4 separate regions of the Mus musculus genome follow, and all the other regions are linked to region 4. A link is a contact called in public promoter capture Hi-C data. All regions are on one chromosome and are shown on one strand. The core of a region is the stretch at or near the end of the contact, and the rest is flanking DNA. Distances in the headings are between cores, read along the strand shown.

Evidence for each region. Promoter capture Hi-C pulls out the DNA fragments that hold promoters and counts their contacts.
Region 1: a contact with region 4 is called in a promoter capture Hi-C map of pre-B cells. The contact joins the promoter of Mlst8 here to the promoter of Msrb1 in region 4. A contact is called at or near these places in 9 of 39 promoter capture datasets (the HPC-7 cell line, the SN4741 cell line, embryonic stem cells and 5 more), 2 of 15 datasets of contacts at CTCF or cohesin (embryonic stem cells and pro-B cells), 10 of 484 Hi-C or Micro-C datasets (B cells, CD4 T cells, embryonic stem cells and 4 more), 20 of 115 datasets of contacts at active chromatin or transcription factors (the 230-238 cell line, the HPC-7 cell line, the SCID.adh cell line and 12 more) and 3 of 9 other capture datasets (adipose tissue, liver and macrophages).
Region 2: a promoter capture Hi-C map of second pharyngeal arch cranial neural crest shows a contact between it and region 4. The contact joins the promoter of Telo2 here to the promoter of Msrb1 in region 4. A contact is called at or near these places in 8 of 39 promoter capture datasets (cranial neural crest, frontonasal cranial neural crest, hippocampal neurons and 5 more), 4 of 484 Hi-C or Micro-C datasets (the C2C12 cell line, CD4 T cells, CD8 T cells and 1 more) and 2 of 115 datasets of contacts at active chromatin or transcription factors (the SCID.adh cell line and embryonic stem cells).
Region 3: a promoter capture Hi-C map of stem cell-derived epiblast-like cells shows a contact between it and region 4, with 5 times the contacts expected there. The contact joins the promoter of Tmem204 here to the promoter of Msrb1 in region 4. A contact is called at or near these places in 18 of 39 promoter capture datasets (the 3T3-L1 cell line, the HPC-7 cell line, HPC-7-derived erythroid cells and 11 more), 2 of 484 Hi-C or Micro-C datasets (embryonic stem cells and uterus) and 1 of 9 other capture datasets (liver).

What each region holds. Positions count from the first base shown.
Region 1 is chr17:24,476,876-24,481,792 of GRCm38.p6, reverse strand. Mlst8 (MTOR associated protein, LST8 homolog (S. cerevisiae)) reads left to right here and starts at 2,715. Exons shown (of 9, transcript NM_001252464.1): 1 at 2,715-2,781; 2 at 3,335-3,473; 3 at 3,631-3,682; 4 at 3,768-3,930; 5 at 4,288-4,363; 6 at 4,460-4,612. The coding sequence starts at 3,345.
Region 2 is chr17:25,114,330-25,119,628 of GRCm38.p6, reverse strand. Telo2 (telomere maintenance 2) reads left to right here and starts at 3,662. Exons shown (of 21, transcript NM_001163661.1): 1 at 3,662-4,216; 2 at 4,344-4,692. The coding sequence starts at 4,358.
Region 3 is chr17:25,079,763-25,084,704 of GRCm38.p6, reverse strand. Tmem204 (transmembrane protein 204) reads left to right here and starts at 3,591. Exons shown (of 3, transcript NM_001001183.1): 1 at 3,591-4,441. The coding sequence starts at 4,162. The region is part of intron 18 of Ift140 (intraflagellar transport 140); the gene reads right to left.
Region 4 is chr17:24,734,466-24,739,392 of GRCm38.p6, reverse strand. Msrb1 (methionine sulfoxide reductase B1) reads right to left here and starts at 2,800. Exons shown (of 5, transcript NM_013759.3): 1 at 2,631-2,800. The coding sequence starts at 2,685. It overlaps Rpl3l (ribosomal protein L3-like), which reads right to left. Exons shown (of 10, transcript NM_001163945.2): 8 at 3,881-3,976; 9 at 3,552-3,671; 10 at 3,250-3,393. The coding sequence ends at 3,337.

The DNA.
Region 1 (4,917 bases), core at 1,466-3,965, 260 kb after region 4:
GAGTCTGGGAGCTGGAGATCGTGGCCAGACACCAGGATAAAGATGGCATGGGAAGCCACAGAGCCTAGGGCAAGGTCAAGAAAAAAAGTGGTAGCATGTCCAGAGCGGGATGGGGCCAAGAAGAGAGACTACTACAGTAGATCCAGTGCTGGTGCTCAGGCACAAGGGTGAGATGAGATTTTTCTGTAAACCACAGTACACAAGGGTCAAGAGGTGGAAAGAATGTATCAACCAAGTGTGACAAAGGCAGTGGCCTTGAGGAATTTTCCCAGAGAGCTGAGGGGGAGATGGGAAGGGAGGCCTTTTGAAGGAGAGAGAATTTTAGCTGTAAGGAGAGTATTGGAATTGTGTGTGTGTGTGTGTGTGTGTGTGTGTGTGTGCGCGCGCGCGCGCGCGCACGCACGCGCCCATGCTATGAGGGAAGCTGGAGCTAGCATTGAAACAGAAGTTATTTTTGCCTAGTATTTGATGTGCAAAGCCCTGTGTTAGATCCCCAATACTGTATAAAACTGGGTGTGGTGACACAGCCACCTGTAATCTCAGTACTCAGGAGATGGAGAGGGGACCTGAAGTTCAAGGTCATTCTTGGCTACATTGTAAATTTGAAGTTACTATACGTTATCAAAGAAATCCCGATTGAAAAACAAACAGCCGGGCGTGGTGGCGCACGCCTTAAATCCCAGCATTCAGGAGGCAGAGGCAGGCGGATTTCTGAGTTCAAGGCCAGCCTGGTCTACAAAGTGAGTTCCAGAACAGCCAGGGCTATACAGAGAAACCCTGTCTCGAAAAAAAAAAGAAAAACAAACAAACAAACAAACAAACATACAAAACACACCTAGGAGGGAGTCTGTGCCCATGCATTTAATCCAAGCACTTGGGAGGTAGAGGCTGGCAGTTCTCTTGAGTTCGAGGTTAGCCTGGTCTACAGAGCAACCAAACCAAAAATCCATATTAAAAATATGCTAAGGAGGTAAAACAGGGACTGGGGAGAGATATAGGAAGAGGGTGTCTATGACCAGGAACCTGGGTGTGTAGACAGGGGAACCGGCCTTGGCTAAGGAGCTGGACTTACCCTCTCTGTGGCTAGAGGGAAAGGGGGTTGCAGCCCCATCTACTGGTGCAGTGGGAAGAGATCATGAGAAAGCAAGGACAACTTTGTAGAGCTGGGTAATAAAAATGGAGGCATGATAGCAGAATTGTCACCAAGAGACCAGAGAGACTTCACCTAGCCACTGATGGGGACAGATGCAGAGTGCCACAACCAAATACTAGGCGGAGTTTGGAGTCCTGCAGAGGAGGGGGGGGGGATTAGAAGAACTAGAGGGGTCAGGAACACCACAAGAACACAGAGGGGCCGGTGGACCTCCTGGGGTCTTGCAGAGTCAGAGAGCTGCTAAGGCTCTGACCTAGGTCCTCTGCATATAAGCTTGGTGTTCTGGAATCCTAACAGGGCTGGGCTGTCCCTGACTCTGCTGCCTGAGATCCTTCTCCTCTTGCTGGGTTGCCTCTTTCAGCTTTAAAGTGATAGTATGTGCCTGGTTTTATTGTAGCTTGTGTGTGTTTGGTTGATGTCCCTGGGAGGCCTGCTCTTTCCTGAGGGGAAGTACTTGGTGGTGGTGGTGGTGGGGTGAATCTGGGAGAGAGGAGAGAGGAGAGGAGAGGCTTGGGGGAGGGGAGGAAGAGGAAACTGCAGTTGGGATGTAATATAGGAGAGAATAATATTTATATTCCAGCTAGGCTTTCCCCAGCTAGGAATATAAATATTATTCTCTCCTATATGCCTCTGCCTCCCAAGTGCTGGGATTAAAGGCTGCGCCGCCACCACCACCCGGCTAATTTGCTGTTCTTGAATCAGATGTTCTACACCTATCTGTTCAATGTTATTTAGTAGACACATAAAGCTGTTGAGTGCTTGTAATGTATCTATCTAGTCTAAATTGAAACTATTCACAAGAACATGATGCACACTATATTTCAGTTTAAAATAAAAAAGCACAAAATATTTATGTTGAATGTGTTAAAAGAATATTTTTATATATTGGGTTAAATAAAAAGTATTATTAAAAATTTTAAAAAATGGAGGCATGAGAGTCTGCAGTTTTAAACGAGTTTCTGGGCTAGCTTATGTGCCCTCAGGATCAGGCTGAAAGGGTCTAGACTATGGCTACCAGATAAAGCAAATAGAAGTAACAGACTGCCCAGTTGCATTCAAACTTCTTGTAAGAAAGTAATTCTTTTAGTACAGTGTTTGAGATATGCCTATACTAAAAGAAAAAGAGAGAGAGAGAAATTAAGAAATTAAGAAATTAAGAAAGAAAGAAAGAAAGAAAGAAAGAAAGAAAGAAAGAAGGAAAGAGAGAAAAGCTAGGAAGGAAGGAAAAAAGAAAAGAAAAAATGATTTTTATCTGAAAATTTTGCATTACCTAGAAATTCTAGCTTGGTTGGTAGGGTAGGTGATTGTGTATGTCTGCGGGGGGTGGAGGGACGACGACAGTGTAATTCCTTCTGGGAGCCAAGTCTGGAAAATAGGCAGCAGTACCATGGCTGTAGTTCCCAGTGAGTTGAAGGGTGGCGTCGCGGCTGATGGCCATTCTGAGCACGATCACTTCTGGAGTTCTTCGTCTCAGAACTCTGGTATCCCTTTCAACTCCCCCACTCCCCGGACCCATGGTCTCGCCCGGAGTTACTATCGATAGCTCTACGCTCGGCCCGGCTTCTATCGACTAGCTCCTCCTCGCCTCGCCGTCCTGGACTAAGGCAGAGTGCAGAGCGTGTGTTAAGGTACGGGGGACACGGGATGAGGGCTGCTACCGACCACTGGGTGGCTAGGAGAGTGCGGTCGGGGTAATCGGGCCGGTAACACAGAGCCAGGGCGGTGTGCAGAGCACTGGGGAGCGCGGGGGTCCTGCCAGATAGCGCCCCCACCCATCCGATCCCAGTGCCGGTCAACTACGCATGCTCAGCAGCAGCAGTGCCGGGCTTTTCCTTAGTCGCCATGCGCATGCGTTGCCTACCCTTGCGAGAGACGGCGCCCGGGCGATGGCCTTCTGCGTGTGACTGCCTCCTGCTGGCTGCTGGCGAGGTGGCGTCTCCAAGCGTGAGGGTGAAGCTGAAGGAACACTCTCCCGGGAGCAAAGTAGCCGGAGTCTTTTTTTTTGAGACTGTCAGCGTGACCCTGAACACTCTTATTTTTCTTAGTTTTAAAGTGAAGTTAATACCGGTACACTGTAGTGTGCAGATTGTTATGCGTACATCTTTTCTCTCCAAACGTTTTGACCTTTGGACCTTACTTATCACCTCTTGGCCCAGTGCAGGTCTCATTTTTTTTCTCCAGCCATCAAACAATGAATACCACCCCAGGCACAGTGGGCAGTGACCCTGTCATCTTAGCAACTGCAGGCTATGACCACACGGTGCGCTTTTGGCAGGCTCACAGTGGAATCTGCACTCGAACAGTGCAGCATCAGGACTCTGTATCCTCCTCTTGGCAGCAGGATGGTGCTGGCCAGAATTAAGTATGAATGATATGTGTTTGGGGAAACTCAGGCCAGGTGGTGGAGGTCTTGATGGCCTTGTAGCCCCAAGGTTTCCCTCTCTGGGTTCTCTTCCTGTTATCCTTAACATGCTCAGCAGGTAAATGCATTGGAGATTACTCCGGACCGAAGCATGATTGCTGCTGCAGGTACCTGAGATTCTCGACCTCTGACCCTTTACTGGCCGTAGTTCTACCTGGCACACCCATGCTTCAATTCCCCCTGTGTCCCTAGGTTACCAACATATCCGCATGTATGATCTCAACTCCAATAACCCCAACCCCATCATCAGTTATGACGGAGTCAGTAAGAACATTGCATCAGTGGGCTTTCACGAGGATGGTCGCTGGATGTATACAGGTGGCGAGGACTGCACAGCTCGCATCTGGGACCTCAGGTGGTGTTGTGTGTTGGGCTGAAGAGGACGGCTGCCCGGGGAGTGGGCAGGCCAGGGGATTGTCTGTGGGCAGGCTATTCTGCAATCAGTTAGTCTTAGTGCAAGAGGGGTTGAGCGGGCGATGGAGGGAAGGTAGAAAGCAGAATAGAATTACATCAGAGAGCTAGCCTTGCCTTGAGGCTAGGGGGCCAGACTTTCCTTCCCTTTTCACTGACCTCAAGCTTGTGGAGAAAGAGCTAAACTTCACAACCATTTCTCCTAAGGTAGAAGCAACTCCTTTGAGCAGAGAATGGGGGCTTTTGGTAGAGGCATGGATCAAATCCATTAGAAGCCATGTGTAACCTTAACTCCCCACAGGTCCCGGAACTTGCAGTGTCAGCGTATCTTCCAGGTGAACGCACCCATTAATTGCGTGTGTCTGCATCCCAACCAGGTGAGGAATGCTCATGGGGCCAGGTGTCAGGGGTGGGGTGGGGACTTTAGAGGACAAGAGTATTGCTACATTTCACCTCCCTCCCCTACATCCTAGGCAGAACTCATTGTGGGTGATCAGAGCGGTGCTATCCACATCTGGGACCTGAAGACAGACCACAATGAGCAGCTGATTCCCGAGCCTGAGTCTTCCATCACGTCTGCTCACATCGACCCAGATGCTAGCTACATGGCAGCCGTCAATAGTGCCGTGAGTGCTGGGAGTGGCTCCGGGGGCATCTTGGCACCTAGCCCCTTATCTTCTGCACTTGAGTTGACTCCCTGGTTCTCTCTCAGGCCTCCCTGAGCTTCCACCCAGCTCCCAAAGTCAGGCACCTGGGTACCACTCCTCATGTCCACCTTGCGGTCTGCCATAGCCCCACCCATCAGGGCCAGTTATTTCTCCTTTCGTGTTCCAGTCCATGGCTTTGCTCATCCTTGACACTAATAAGTTTCTCTGTGGCCTTCCTGGGATGCCTGTTCTGCCCCCCTTCAACCATGCAAGTATCCTTTAGT
Region 2 (5,299 bases), core at 2,413-4,912, 380 kb before region 4:
GCATTAGCATTTCCAAGATGACAGGAGCCATAGTGTCTTCCCAGAGGACAGGCCACTGAGAGTGTCATCCCAGAGGCTGGCTGCTGCCATTAAAGCTCCTTTGGTCAAACATCAGAACATCACAGACAGAGGAAAAAAGCCACAAAAGTATCCAGGGAGAAAAACTGTTGGTTCAGGAGACTGGGACAATTCCAAGGGGACAGCTGACTTTATCATTTATGCTGATCCGGAATTTGATCCATGGCACCACAAAAATAACTAAAAAAACAATGGCAAAAAGATAAAATAGTGCATCTATTTCATGTGAATAACTCAAGAGCAAAGAGTATAGGCCTTTGTAGGTACTGAGACTCCAGAAACGTATCCCCAACCCTACCTTCACTGGGAAGTCCTGGAGGGTGAACTTCAGGAAAATGGACGGGTCAAGAGGTAATGGAGTTGCAGTTTAGGGATGGAGATTCAGGAATGTCTCATGCTGGGGCTCCCACACCCCACTCTCAAGTCTTGGTTACATCAGGAGATACCCCCTTCACTTCTACAGCGCCCCACATGTGTTCTGACAACTCTATTTGAGTGGTTTCTTACTGTCTGTTCTCTGGACTGAACCCAGTGTTGACCTTTATTATTTATTTATTTATTCTGTGTGTGTTTTACTCACAGGCTCATGTGTAGACACCACACATTTAAGTCGCATGCCTTACTCAGGTCTCCACCTCCTCATTTTATTTTGAAACAGCACCTCACTAGTTCTCGGGTTCACTGGCTACCTGGCAGGCTCTTCTCCACACACTATTCTCTTACACCCCTGTTCTGATTCTGGGGTCACAGATTGTTGTGCAGGACTATCCTCCAAGACATCTGTCACCATCAACTTGGAAATGACCATCATGCCCGGGACTTGGTGATACCTCATAGAGGAAGGACAGAGAGGGCCAGGGGATACTCACTTGAGTATCCAGCCTCCTCCCAATCAGTTATATGCAAGTCTGCCCTAGTTCATTGTAGCCATGGGGGACTCAGAGAAGGGACAGAGTATAGAGATATGAAAAAATTAGGGAAGGGTTCTATCTACACAGTCATGGGGGTCTGTTGGGGGGCAGACCTTCCAGTGTGACTGCTTTAAGGTCACCTCTGCTACTGCCTATACCCCCTCACCCATTGCTCTGTCAGTAAGCCTAATAAACTCACTGATTCCTCAGAGTCAACTTTGGTGGAAATGTACTTCAGCTTATTTATCATCAGTACTGTAAAAGGAGGGGGGTAGACTTTGTTTACATCTCCTTGGCAACACAGATGCATGCCTCTTCACTTGGCTTTGATATTGGGTTCTGGGGATTTGAACTCAGATCTTCATGTTTGTACATCAAACACTTTGCCTAGTAAACCTTCTCCCCAGCTCCCAGGTCTAGTCTTTTTGAAGAACAATTACCATTACATTCATTTCTTGTTTGTGTGTGGTTGTGGGAGCAATGAGTGTGTGTGCTTGTGAAGGGCAGAGGACAACTTTGAGGAGTTGGTTCTCTTTTTCCACCAAGTGAGCCCTGAAGACTGAACTTAGGGGATCAAGCTTGCCAGCGGAGCACCTTTACTTTAAAAAAAAACTTGTTTATTAATAAATAATGTAATATATGTAAGTACACTGTAGCTGTCTTCAGACACCCCAGAAGACGGCACCAGATCTCATTACAGATGGCTGTGAGCCACCATGTGGTTGCTGGGATTTGAACTCAGGACCTTTGGAAGAACAGTCAGTGCTCTTAACCGCTGAGCCATCTCACCAGCCCTGTACCTTTACTTTTAAGTGAAGACTGGATCCTCCTAACACCCCTTTGTTCTAAAACAAATAAGGACACCCATCTCCGCCTGAACACTGGCCAGGGGCTAAGCACTGTTAACATTTATTATTGTAAGCACTCTGGTATTCATTTCCAGAAAAATAAGCAAAAATATTGGGTGCTGAGGTGACACGAGCTCTTAACTAGCAACTGCTAGGTTTTCCATTCTGGATGGCTTTAGCAAAAGAATTGCCAGTCAACAACTCCTGGCCTGCCCTAATGCCAGCTCTGACTATCCAGGAAACTCTGAGGGCCTTGAGAAAACTACAAGGTTGCAAATTGCTTCAGGTCTGGAAGATACAGCCCCAAGGCTTTTTGCAACCATTTCGACCAGGTTGAGAAGAACACGTCCTCTGGTGGCCTAGCTGAGGAACTACAGAGGCTGGTGCAAAGACTGTTAGCAGAGGAAGTGCCCCTTTTCAGGATTTGAAGGCAGCCGCTTTGACTCCCTCTGGGAGAGACTTTCCTCATCTCCTCCCTTTTGTTGCAGCTTTAGGTACAGTAAAAGGCTCCTCTCCAGGGTTTGCTTGCCTACTCTCAGTAATGTGGGCTAAGCTGTTATCATGAAAAAAAAAGAGGTGGCAGAGACAGCTGAGCAATTGGCAGGCCAAGCTACAAAAGGGACAGGACAGTCAGTTTTGTCATAGCTGAGGAAGCAGTAGCCAAGGCATCAGGGGAGTGCAGAAACTGAGACTGAATGAGGATAATTGACTAAACCAGAGAAGAGATGGCATAGCCTTGGATGCCAGATGAGTTCCAGAGAGCCAAGAGGTCTCAACCCTAGGCCAAGAATTTTAACACTGGCTGTCATTAAGAGCGAAGGTCTACACAAAAATTGTAAAGCTGTAGGGCTGAAGAGTCCCTACAATCACCAAATCTGCTTAGTGGAAGCTGCACCAGCCACAGGAAAGAGCCAAGGATTCCTGACCTACGTAAGAGCTAGAATACTTTTAGGGCTAAGGGTCCCAATGCCTCCAGTCCCCTAATACTAGGGGAGTCATCTGCCATCTCTCACTGAGGCCAAACATGGAGAAAAAAAAAAAAAAAAGAAAGCTACCATTTGAAGACCTTCTCTTTGACTAACCCCAGTTTTTATTTGTGTAGAGATCCTGGCTGGCTGATCGGTAACACTTCCATGGATGCTGGGAACTGAACTTGGGACCTTGGCAAGAGCCACACGTAATTTAACCTCTAAGATAATCGCTCTGGCCCCTGGTATGCTCTGCTAACTGCTAAGCCTTGAGTGGGCTCATTTCCTGCTCAGGAAGGGTAATTTTGCTTGATGATGTTGAATGAATACAGCTTGCTCAGATTTCCACCCACACCCAGTTCCGCTGAAATGTTGCTCCCTCAATGTATCTTCCAGATCAGGATGGTCAAGAAAAGTTCTGCCATGATGGAATGTTTCACACTGCTAAGTTCAGACGACAGTCAGGATCCCTGGGTGTTTACTCAGCTAGTGGTGTTTCATTTAGGGCAGTTTAGACGCAGTTTGCGTGTTCGCAGTAAACGTGCACCCTTGTGTACCACCAAATACATCAGCGCATCCGCATTACAACTTGGCCATATCCGCTGTTCCTGGCTTCCTTATTCTGTTTCCCTCAGGGCGCCTAGAGAGTTGATTAGTGCTCTAGAGTGGAAAGTCATCCGACCCAAGGCAGCATAGTGGGGTAATGTGCTGGGGAAAGTCTCTCCAGAATTAAGGAAAACAGAGACAGCAGTCACCAGGGGACCAATAGAGCGGACACGCCTACCGGAGTCCTGCCCTCAGGCCTTGCCCACCGTAGGCTCTTAGGCCACGCCTCTTCCTCCTCTTGCGCAGGCGCAGATGCTGCGGTCATCAGCGCGTTGGCGCGCCGCTGATTCGTCCCTAGCCACGCGTTTGTATCAGCCCCAGAAATTCTAAATATCCGTGCAGGTTTCACGTGAGCTCTGCGACTCGAATTCACAGCTGCCCTCAGCTGACACTGAATCTGGCGCGTGGTCCTGGTGCCGTGGCGAATCAGCGGCGCGCAAGAGGGAGCATGTGGCCTCGGCTCTGAAGCATGCTGGCCAGAGGAACCCTGTAGGAGTGGTTGGTCCAGTCGGGGCTGCAGTGTCCTGCCTTGCAGCATGGCCAGTTCCCATACGAGCCGAAGGCCTCGTGTTTAGGGGGCTGGGTGCTAACCTGGAGCTGCAGACGGAGGAGGAGTTTTAGTTATTGCACCCTGGCAAGCCACTCACTCATCCAACTATCAGTGGGTTTGACAGAGGAGACAGCCACAGTGCACCGGTGCAGTCCGGGACTGAAGCTCTGTCAGATCATCGGGCAGGCGGGAAACCCGGAAGAAGGACGGGAGAGCGTGAGTGAGATTGTGAGTGAAGCGCCTGGAAGCGCAGAAGTAAGTGCGTGTGTGTAGGGGGGTGGGGCCTGAGATTTGGAACCGGCCCAACTGTTTCCTCCCTTAACATCGTGGGTGCCATGGGAAGAATTCTTGACACTCTAACATGCTTTTCTCGGACCCTCAGCCCTGTTCTGCAGGATGGACCCAGCCCTGTCTGCTGTCCGGCTCACCGTCCAGGAAGCCATTCACATCCTTTCATCCTCAGAGGATGCTGGCCATATCCTTTCTACCCTGGGGACTCTGAAACGATACCTCGGTGGAACCGAGGATCCAGTTCTTCCTGAGGAGAAGGAGGAGTTTGCCACTGTCCACTTCTCAGCCGTCCTTAGATGTCTGGTCAGCAAGCTGAGCCCAGGTTGGCTGGAGCTGTCCCCCGGTGGCCAGCTGGAGCGGCTTTGGGAGAGCTTCTTCCTGGATGGCCCTCCAGACCAAGCCTTCCTGGTGCTGATGGAAGCCATTGAGAGCACTGCTGGGTGAGCAGTTAGTGAGCAACAGGGCGCCCAAGTTCTGAGAAGGTTCCCAACACCTTAAAACTGTAAGGGGAAGGACCCTGCATCTTAGCCTGGCCTCACTCCTTCTTGTTGAAGGCTGGGAGGAAGAATAGGGTTCCTTGCAGATCAGCACTCAGAGAGTCTCCACTGTCCCTAGCTGATGCCCTAAAGGTCACTTGTTGTCTTCTACTGGGCCCATTCTTTATTCTGTGGCACTTTCAGGATCATCAGGACATTTCAGGGTTTTTTTGTTTGTTTGTTTGTTTGTTTTTGTTTTTCGAGACAGGTTTCTCTGTGTAGCCCTGGCTGTCCTGGAACTCACTCTGTAGACCAGGCTGGTCTCGAACTCAGAAATCCACCTGGCTCTGCCTCCCAAGTGCTGGGATTAAAGGCGTGTGCCACCACCGCCCGGCTAACATGTCAGGTTTTAAATGTTTATCTACCACATTGCTGCTATGGATCCCTGTGTACCCAGGTCCCACATCCGGTTGAATGGCAGTCCTTGGAAGGATCTGTGGCTGTGAGAAGCTGGGGTTTTATAAACTGCTGGGGTGTGGGGGTGGAGAGATGGTTCAGTGCTTAAGAGCAC
Region 3 (4,942 bases), core at 2,342-4,841, 340 kb before region 4:
CTCCTGGCACAACTCCAGTAAGCGACACAGATCTTTGAGGACAGACAAGGGTCTGCCAGTGCCTTTCCAAGCCGGTTGGGCTGAGTGTGAGGCATGGGCATTCCTGTCTACAGCAAGGTGGCAGCTACAGATGAGACTCTGAAAAAGCCATCCTAAATTGGGCGGTGGTGACGAACACCTTTAGTCCCAGCTCTCAGGAGGCAGAGGCGGGTAGATCTCTGTTAGTTGGAGGCCAGCCTAGTCTACACAGTAAATTTCAGGACAGCCAGGGCTACATGGTGAGGCTCAAGAAAATGAAACCAAATGAAAAGTAATAATTTTCTCTCACTGCCTCCTAAGGCCTCGTGTGGGGCTGGATGGAGGGCGGATACGGCCTCTTGGCTGCCTCTGCTTCTCTGAGCAGCCCCCCTGCTTCTTTCTGCACTGTCTAGAAAGCAACAGGTATATACACACCCATTTCCAGGGTTTGGAACACAATCTAAATGACTGTAGTCACCGGCCTGGAGAGAAAGCTGGCTGGTGTGCACCCTGGCTCTTTTTTGCTCAGCAGGAGGGTGGGCACAAGGCGAATGCCTGGTCCTTTCATTGAGTGGGACACTGAGCCTTTTCTTGGTGTTGCTGGGCCTCCCTGTCCCTATATGTGACACCACTCAAATGTCCACTATTTTCACAAAGGCCTCTGGACCAAACAGATCTGAGGAGGCTGTGCCAGGCAGGATGAATTTGGGAGGAAGGCTCCTTAAATGCCAGCAAAGGCCTTCTTGTACTGGGCTGAGGTCTTTGTGCATCAAATATGCAGAGGGTCAGGTCTCAGCTGCTACAAGAGCCTGGGCCCAAGAAATGGCTGCCAGCCTTCTCCACAGATGCACACTACGTTCTCTGCGGCTGCGTCTGGTCCAGAACCATCTCAACTCCCACCAGATTCCTGACATTCTCTGTACACAACTCCCTGACAACTTTGCTCCAAGGACAGGACAGCTCTAACTCCGGTGTCGAGTTCTGGGATTTGTGCATCTGGCAGAGATTCTAAGAAGTAAACACCCTCTCAGCCCTGTCCAAGTCTTGAGAATTTCCTGTTGTCTGAGTTACACTGTGGAGAGGAATCACATCTGTACTTCATCAGCTTACAGGCGCCTGGATGAGAAGCAGATGTGGCCACAGAGGGAGCTGGCTTGGCTCCCTCTACTGCTTTCTGGGAGGACCTACACTCAGCTGGACCTGTCCTGAGTGAGCAAGTCGGGGACCAGCTAGGCTGAGCTACGTTTGTGATGCTCCTCTCGACTATGGGTGTGTGTGTGTGTGTGTGTGTGTGCTTGAGAATCCATGGCGGTGGCACAGTGCTGGGGGTGGGGGCTGGATGAGCATGCAGCTCCAGTAACAATGTAAGGTCTGACTCAGGGCAACAGACAGCAGAAAGGTCAACCCTCTGGGTGAGAGATTTCCTACCAGCCACACCGGAGCTTCATATCTCAAGAGAGGACCCTCCTAACTCCATCTCTCCCTGCTTCCCCTCCTACACAGGAGCTTCATATCTCACGAGAGGACCCTCCTAAGTCCATCTCTCCCTGCTTCCCCTCCTACACAGATAGGCAGATGGTTTAGGGGACAGACACCTGCAAATAAAAGTTCCTAGAAGCACAGGTGGGGATCAGGGCCCTGGTTTCCTCCCCACCCAGCTCAGGAAAGTCAAAGCCAGAACTGGTGCAAGGGCCTTCCCTCCCTGAGATGCCCACACGTGTCCTGCAGCCTTCAGGGCCAGCTGTACAATGCTGAGACAGGAGGATGTCATCAGTTTGAGAGTTAGAGAATCTTAACACAGCTTCTCGGTTCTCACCGGGAATTAGCCATTTACTAACCACCCAAAAAATAAAGGAGGAAAATAGATGTTCTCTTAACGGAGACTTTGGGAGACCTTCCTTTCAAATATTTCATCTCTGAAGTGTTGTGTAGGAGATGTTGCACCCTAATTCTGCCTCTGGGGGGAGGCACAGGCAGAAACAATGACAGCTGTACCACTTAAGTGCCTTCGGAGTCATAGCACAAGCTGAGGGTAGATGGCACCCCACACGGCTTGTCAAGTCCCTCCTACTTAGAACATACCCCACAGGGAGGCTGGCCCAGAGACCTGGAATGAAGCGTAAATTTCCTTCAGGCCCTGAGCAATAAGAATAAAAAATATAAATAAGCCACAATGACACTTGCTACAAACTTGAGGGTGAAAAATCATATTATTCCTCAGAGGACTTACATTCTCAGAACTGCTGACAGTCAAAAGGCTGGACAGAGACAGAGTCCTTGCCTTTTGGAATGTAAACTTAAGGAGTGCCAGGAGCCTGACTATATATGGGAACGTGTGATTGAAGGCAGCCACACTAGGAAGTAGGGGGTGGCCCAGCATGTCAGTTCATGAAGACAGGAAAGGTCGGTTCCGGCCTGTCCCGGCCAGTGCACTAGTCAGCACCAGGCTGTCCCAATCCTGCCCGGTGCGGTGCGGTGCAGTACGTGTGTTTGAGATGGTTCAGCCCACAGCTCCTGCGTTCTTGTGTTCATTTATGCAGCTCTGGAACCCTGGTGGGAGGCTCTGGAGGCGGGACACAGTCTCAGACCTGGTGGCTTTTATTTACCAGAGCTGAAGCGCTATGAGGAAGGAGAGCAAATGTACAGTCGCTCTGTCCAGCCTCAGGGGAGCGAGCACTTTGCTAGTAAGCAAACTTGGCTGCTCAGAAGTCACATCAGCTATCCAGCCTGCTTGGTGGCACAACCCCTTACAGAATCCCACCTTTTCTTGCCAGCCCAAGAACAACCCCTTGCAGAGGTTCCTCAAGGTTCCCCTTCCTTGTAAGGTCTGAGTACACTTGCTCCCTTGAGGTGAATGGATCTCTGTCAGCAGATGGTGGCCTGCCTCAGGTGCCTCTACACCTTACTCTGTCCTGCCATTAGTTCCACATGTTGTGGTGACCCCCAACCATAAAATTAGTTTGTTGCTATTTCACAACTGTAATTTTGCTATTGTTATGAATTCTAATGCAAATATCTGTGTTTTCTGATGGTCTCAGGTGACCCGTGTAAAAGGGTCATTTGACCCCCAAAGAGGTCATGACCTACAGACTGAGAACCACTGCTTTAGACATTGGGGATTCACAGCACCTATCATGCCTTAGGCAATGGATGGATGGATGGATGGATGGATGGATGGACACCTAGTCCCTGAGGATTCTGCCTGCCCGTGCTGTCTGCAGCATCCCCTGGTCCGGGACCTAGCACAGCTGGCTAGGTTTGACGGCAACAGGTAAGAAGATGAGTGTCCTGGCTGGCATCCCTGACTATTCCTATGGGACAGGAAGATGGGGAGGGGCAGCCAGTGGTGGGCTGGAGCAGGCCTCTGAAGTCTCCCCAGGCCTTTCCCATCAGGAAGCACATCCTGTTAGTGTCTGGCTCTGTGGCAGGGCTGCTATTTGTTGCAGTTGGCTACGCCCTCCTGCTCACCAAAAACAGCCTCAAAAACAACCATTTCCTCTCTGCTGAGAGACAGGGAAACGGGAGCTCACACACATACGCGCATACACATGCTTCCTTGTGGCAGGCGTTCTGCTTTTCAGGACCTGCCATTTGTGGCAGAGATACCAAGACGGGATACATAGCAGAGAGGTGGCCAAACCCACACTGCGTCCACAACCCTGTTCCTCCATCAGACTGGCTCCCACAGCCCGTTCTGAGGCGCGTAACCTGGCTGATTCCCACGCTGTGCCTGCCTCCCGAGTTGCTGTCCATTTTCCACTGCTGTAGGCAAGAGGCACTGTGGACACAGCCTCCCTGGCCTCTGTTCCAAAGAAGACGACCCACTTACAACTCTGGATTCTCGCTGGTGCAGCCAGTGCCCCAGATTTCTCCCTGGAATGGGTCTTGGGGAGACCAGCTTCAGCACAGGCTTGTCCCTGCTCCAGGCTCAAGAGGCAGGCTAAGACAGGGCTGTGAGTAGCTCTCTTGGACCCGTCCCATGGGCGACATCCTCCTGTGCCGGGCTGGAGCTGCCGCATAGCTTCCCAAGGATGAGTGCTGATGTCCTCTAGCCACCCCTAGCAGCATCTTGGCTTTCTCTGGATGCACAGCGGCTGACTGGGACTTGGAACTCTCCGAGATAGACAGTCCTGGAAGTCAGAGATGACTCTCCAGAAGCTTGTGGCCACCGCTGTGCTGGTGGCCCTGGTCTCCCTCATCCTCAACAACGCAGCAGCCTTCACCCCCAATTGGGTGTACCAGACGCTGGAGGACGGACGCAAGCGGAGTGTGGGGCTGTGGAAGTCTTGCTGGCTGGTGGACAGGGGTAAGGGAGTCACAAGCCCTGGGACTCGAACTGGGCAGGTGGACACCCATGACTGTGAGGTTCTAGGATGGGGCTCGGAATCAGCAGGTTTCCAGGAGTCCCGAGGCACCGTCAAACGTAAGTCTTGTTATTTTTCTGTCACCTTCCAGTGGTTAGGTGAGGGGAGGTTGTGTCCGTCCATGCTGAGGGTGGCAGCAGGGAACCTGCACCTCCTGCCCACCCTGACAAGCAACGCTACAGAGCTCCACTGTTCAGCTTAGACTCTGTCTGTGGCTTCCTTCACAAGAAGTCACTCCCGTGGCTGGAGGCTCCTTCTCTGCCATTACATGTGGCTGAAGGATGAAAGATGGGTATCCTAATCAAAGCAAGTCATTTTTCCTTGGTTAGAAAGAAATATTACTTAATAAGGAAAACAAGAAGTGTGAGAACATGTGGCTGAGTTCTGTCTTAACGGCTGAGGTGGTCAGGGCCTTTCGGACAGTGCAGGAGACTCTGGCTGGGATGTCCGGGAGACCAGAGGAGGCACAGAGCAGCAAAGGGCAGAGTGTTACCTCCCTGACGCCCATGGTGGCCTTTTCCTTTCCCAGCTCTCTTGTTCTGGGGTCTATGCACTACCCT
Region 4 (4,927 bases), core at 1,551-4,050:
TGGGAGCCCATTCAGCACCCTCATGTATCCCCTGCTCATGGCCCATTGGTTAACTCTGGGGTAGATGGCCCCTAGCAATGCCTGACTGAGTTATGGGAGGCCAGAAGTCACCCTTTGGGCTCATTTCAGCTGCTCTCAGTGACCCTGTGACATGAAATCTTTAACATTTTAATGGAATTATTTAGTTTTGGATGTTTTAAAAGGCTTGTTTTTATTTTATGCATATGGTGTTTTGCCTGCATGTATGCCTGTGTGCCTCATGTATGAAACGTCTGCAAAAAAAACCTGCAGACACCAGAAGGGGTTGGATCCCCTGAGACTTGAGTAAACAATCTATCCCGTGGTAGCTGGGAATGAATCCCAGGTCCTCTGAAAAAGTATACTCTTACCACTGAGCCATTTCCAGACCCCTTGGGTCTTTTGTTTTTATTTTGTCTTGTTTGTTTGTTTCGAGACAAGATCTTGTGCCAATTAGTTTTTGTCAATTTGAAACAAACTAGAGTTCCCCAGGAAGGAGGAATGGGGCTGAGGATTTGCCTAGATCAACCTGGTCTATGGGTGTATCTATAGGGACAGCTTTCTTATCTTGTTAGTTTGCTTTTCTTTCTTTTTTTTAAAGATTTATTTATTATTATTATATCTAAGTACACTGTAGCTGTCTTCAGATGCACCAGAAGAGGGCATCTCATTACAGATGGTTGTGAGCCACCATGTGGTTGCTAGGATTTGAACTCAGGACCTTTGGAAGAGCAGTCAGTGCCCTTAACTGCTGAGCCATCTCTCCAGCCCTTGTTTGCTTTTCTGAGACCGGGTTTCTTTGTGTATGGCTGTCCTGGAACTAGCTCTGTAAACCAGGCAGGCCTCGAACCCAGACATCCACCTGCCCCTGCATCCCAAGTACTGGAACTAAAGGCGTGTAGCATCACCACCCACTGGAACATTTTCTTGGTTAATGATTGATGTGGGAGGGCCCACCTCACTGTGGGCGGTGCCATTCCTGAGCCAGTGGATCTAGGCTGTTTAATAAAGGTAGCCAAGCAAACTAGAGTAGCAAACCAGTAAACAGTCTCTGCTCAGTTCCTGCCTCCAGGTTCTTACCTTGGTTTCCCTCAATGGTGGACAGTAACTTGTCAACTGAAATGAACTCCTTCCTCCCCAGATGGGTTTTGATCAGTGTTTTTATCACAACAGAGAAGTAAACTAGGCCAAGTTTTACACTGTAGTTCAGGCTAGCCTGAAACTATGTAATCCAGGCTGACCTCAAATTTCAGGCAATCCTTCTGCCTGAGCCTCCTATCCCCTGGCATTACAAATGAACCACCACACCTAGATAACATTTTCACTTACAGACAAGACAATGGAAGCCAGTGCTGCAGACACACAATACAGTACGTGGCCAAGAGAAAACTCCCAGAAGTCGGATAGTGGCCTCCCTTTACCCTTAGACAAGCTCCACACAGTAGGGCTCCTAACTGCCAGTGTAACCACTTGGTCCTCTTTCTCAAGTGGGCATCTCTGCTAGTCAACAGTCTTGGATACCATGGATATCAGCTCCGGTCTTAGGAACAGACTGGCCCTAGAGGACAGTCTTCCAAGCCAAATAGGGAACCCCAGAAAACAGCAGCTGGGAAGAAAGGTTTCAACCTGTCCCCAAAAGATCACATGAGTGGAAGGGGTAAGGATGGTTGCAAAACTGAATTACATAACTGTTTGAAAGACTTAAAAATGGGAACCTGCAGGGTACTGAATCATCGGTCACCCACCACTTGAGGACAGACACCCTGGAGTCTGAACTGTTCTTTCAACCTGTATCAGGAACTGGAGAGGAAGCAAAACTGAGTGAGTGTCTAGCTTGCCAGGGTAGCCTGAGGGCAACTGGAGTGTTGTAGCCAAAAAGAATTCAAGGGAGGTCTCTTCCCAGCAACCCTGTATTACAACAACTGGCTTATAGAGGTGCCCATTGTCACAGCCCTGCCCTCTAGAGGACTGACATCTAACAAACAGATCCTGCCCCTGGAACGCCAGTGCCATAGTTTTTACCAAATTAGTCCAGATCAGCAGAACCCAGCAAGAAGGGAGCCAAGCAACGTCTCTCACAGTACTGGTCAAACTTCATTTATGCTGGCAAGAACCCATTGACAACCAACGCAGAGGACGGAGAGACATCTGGGACAGCACATTCCGGATTGAACAGCAAGTGCAGAGCTTGTCCGCTCATCCAAGCAAATCAGGGGTTGCAGGCGGGGGGGTGGGGTGGGCGAGGGGGTACATTGTCAGGGCAAATTCCAACACTGACCTTGGACCACATACCACCATCATTCCGCTCTAAAGTTCAGACCACTCTGACACCATCCGGTGGCATCACCCTTACGCATCTGGCCCAGAGAATCCCCCAGAGAGATCTACATTTGAAGTTCAAGGCCTGTCCCCCTCGAGAACAGAGTCTACCGGAATGTCCCTTCTCCTCTCAAGTCCTCCTGCTCCAGAATGCCCTGGCCACCCAGCTCCCCTCCTCCAAGTTCTTTTTTCCCAGGCTCGCTTCTCCTCGGCAACCACACTAGCCCAGTCCCGGTTCGGGAACTCCACAGCTCCCCAGGAGGCAATGTATGCTTTAATGCCACGGGGTGTACCTGGCTCGAAGTGATTCTGGAAAACCTCGCCTCCGAAGAAGCTGCAGAACGACATGGTCGCGACGGGACAGGCAAAAGCTCCCAGCCAGGTCCGGGTAAAACCCTAAGATCTGGACTCAAACCCGACCCAGTCCCAATAACCAATCACTTTCCGATTCGCCATAAGCCCCGCCCCTAGAGGGGACCAGTCACTCTTGGATTCCCCACGGCCGCCTCCTAGCAGCCCCGCCCTCAAGGAGTCTCTCCTCCCATAGGCCCTAAACCCCACCCATCCAGCCAAGTTTACCCAGAGATCACGTCCTTACTTCCGCCTCTAGAAGGCCCCGCCCAGGGAGCCGCTCCCAGGAAGCTTAGCTGTTAAGATGAAGGCCAAACCTATGCTAAGCTCCAGTACAGCGGCTAGGCTATAAACATTGGTACTAGCCAATGGTAGCTACTACTAATACCATTGTGCAACTGGCGTGGAGGCGCATCTACCCAGCTGTATCTATAGCCCTCTTATCTGGCGCTAAACCTTGCGCCCGCGTCTGGGATCACCCAACCTCCGACCCAGGCTTAAGATCTACATCAAGCCTCCCAGGGAATGTGGAAGAGAGACAGACACACAGAGACAGACAGAGAGAGTTGCCTCAGGACTTTATTGAACAAAAAGGACCGGACAGATAGCAAGAGTGCTACATCCCAGGTGTGCTCCATTCCAGACATCTTACATGTTTCCCAAGGTCTCCGGCTTCTCTTTCTCCAGATGTTTCTTTTGGGGACCCTGGTTAAGGTGAGGAGACAAGATGAGAGTTAGTCAGGAGAGTCAGTCAAGAAATACTACCTACGGCCAGTGCCAGGGCCACCTAGGGCCTGCTCTACTGGTTTGCTAAAAAGGCCCCTTCTTCTAGTTCCTCTCTGGAACAAGTGGGACTAGCTCACCATGAAGGCCCTCTTCTCCTGCGCTGTCTGAAAACATCCGTGGCCAAACTTAGAAGTGGTGTCAATGAACTTGAGCTCAATATTCTCCAGGGCCCTGCGGCTGTGGTGCACCAGAAGGGACTGGGTATCCAAGAGAGAAGAGATGTCAAGGACAGAGGGCCCCGACTCCTCCTGTGACCTCCAGTTCACACCAAGGAGGACTCAGTCAATCCCTCGCTCTTGCCAGACCCCCTTCCTTTACTCTCCCACCACACAACCCACCACAGAGCACGCTAAAGGACAGAACAGGCCACTGGAGTCCACTCCCCAGCTTGCCAAGCAGCACTGACCTTTCTCAGAGTGATCACTCGCTTCTTGGTACCTGCAATGCAGCCCTTTAACATGATGAAGTCATTGTTCACTTCCCCATAGTGGGGGAAGCCACCCTACAGGGAGACAGACCACACCAAGCCAGGAACAGGGCAGCCAAGTTAGGAGGCTGTAGTGGGAGGGAGCCCTATGCGCAGACCCCAGGGTGCAGGGACAATACCTTCCCACTGGGTCACTCCTCAGGGGGCAGTAACATCTCAACTGAATACTAAGTATCTTTCCTGTGTCATCTCATTTAACAATATGCCTTTTTGTGGGCACACTGATGCTCAGAAGTTTGGGTTTGCTGAGCACGGTGGTATACACTCGTAAATCCAGCACTTGAGAGGGGGATATGAGATCACTTTGAGTTGAAGGCCAGCTTGGGTACCAGAGAGAGCCTCACTAGAGAGCTCAGTTTGAAACATTCTAGACTAGCATGAGACCCTGTGTTCCATCCTGAGCACTACCTTAATAAACGGCTTTAGCCGAGTGGTACTGACACACCTTTAATCTCAGCACTTGGGAGGCAGAAGATGGAGGATTGTTTGAGTTCAAGGCCACCCTGGTTTACAAAGCAAGTTCCAGGATAGCCAGTGCTATACATAAAAACAACAAAACAGGGTATCGTGGCATAAGCTCTCAGCACTCAGATGGTAGAAAAAGGAGAATCAGAGGCTAGAGAGATGGCTCACTGACTGTCCTTCCAGAGGTCCTGGGTTCAATTCTCAGCAAACACATGGTGGCTCACAACCACTGTAATGAGATCTGGTGCCCTCTTCTGGCCTGCTACATGCAGCAGAACACTGTATACATAGTAAATCTTTTCCCAGAACACTGTATACATAATAAATAAATCTTTCTTTTTAAAAAAAGGAAAGGAAGAGGAGAATTTTCAAGATCATTCTCAGCCATATAGGGAGCTGGAGCCCAACCTGGGTTACATGAAATGCTGTATGTATTTTGTTGTTGTTTTTGTTGTTTTTTGTTTTTCGAGACAGGGTTTCTCTGTGTAGCCCTAGCTGTCC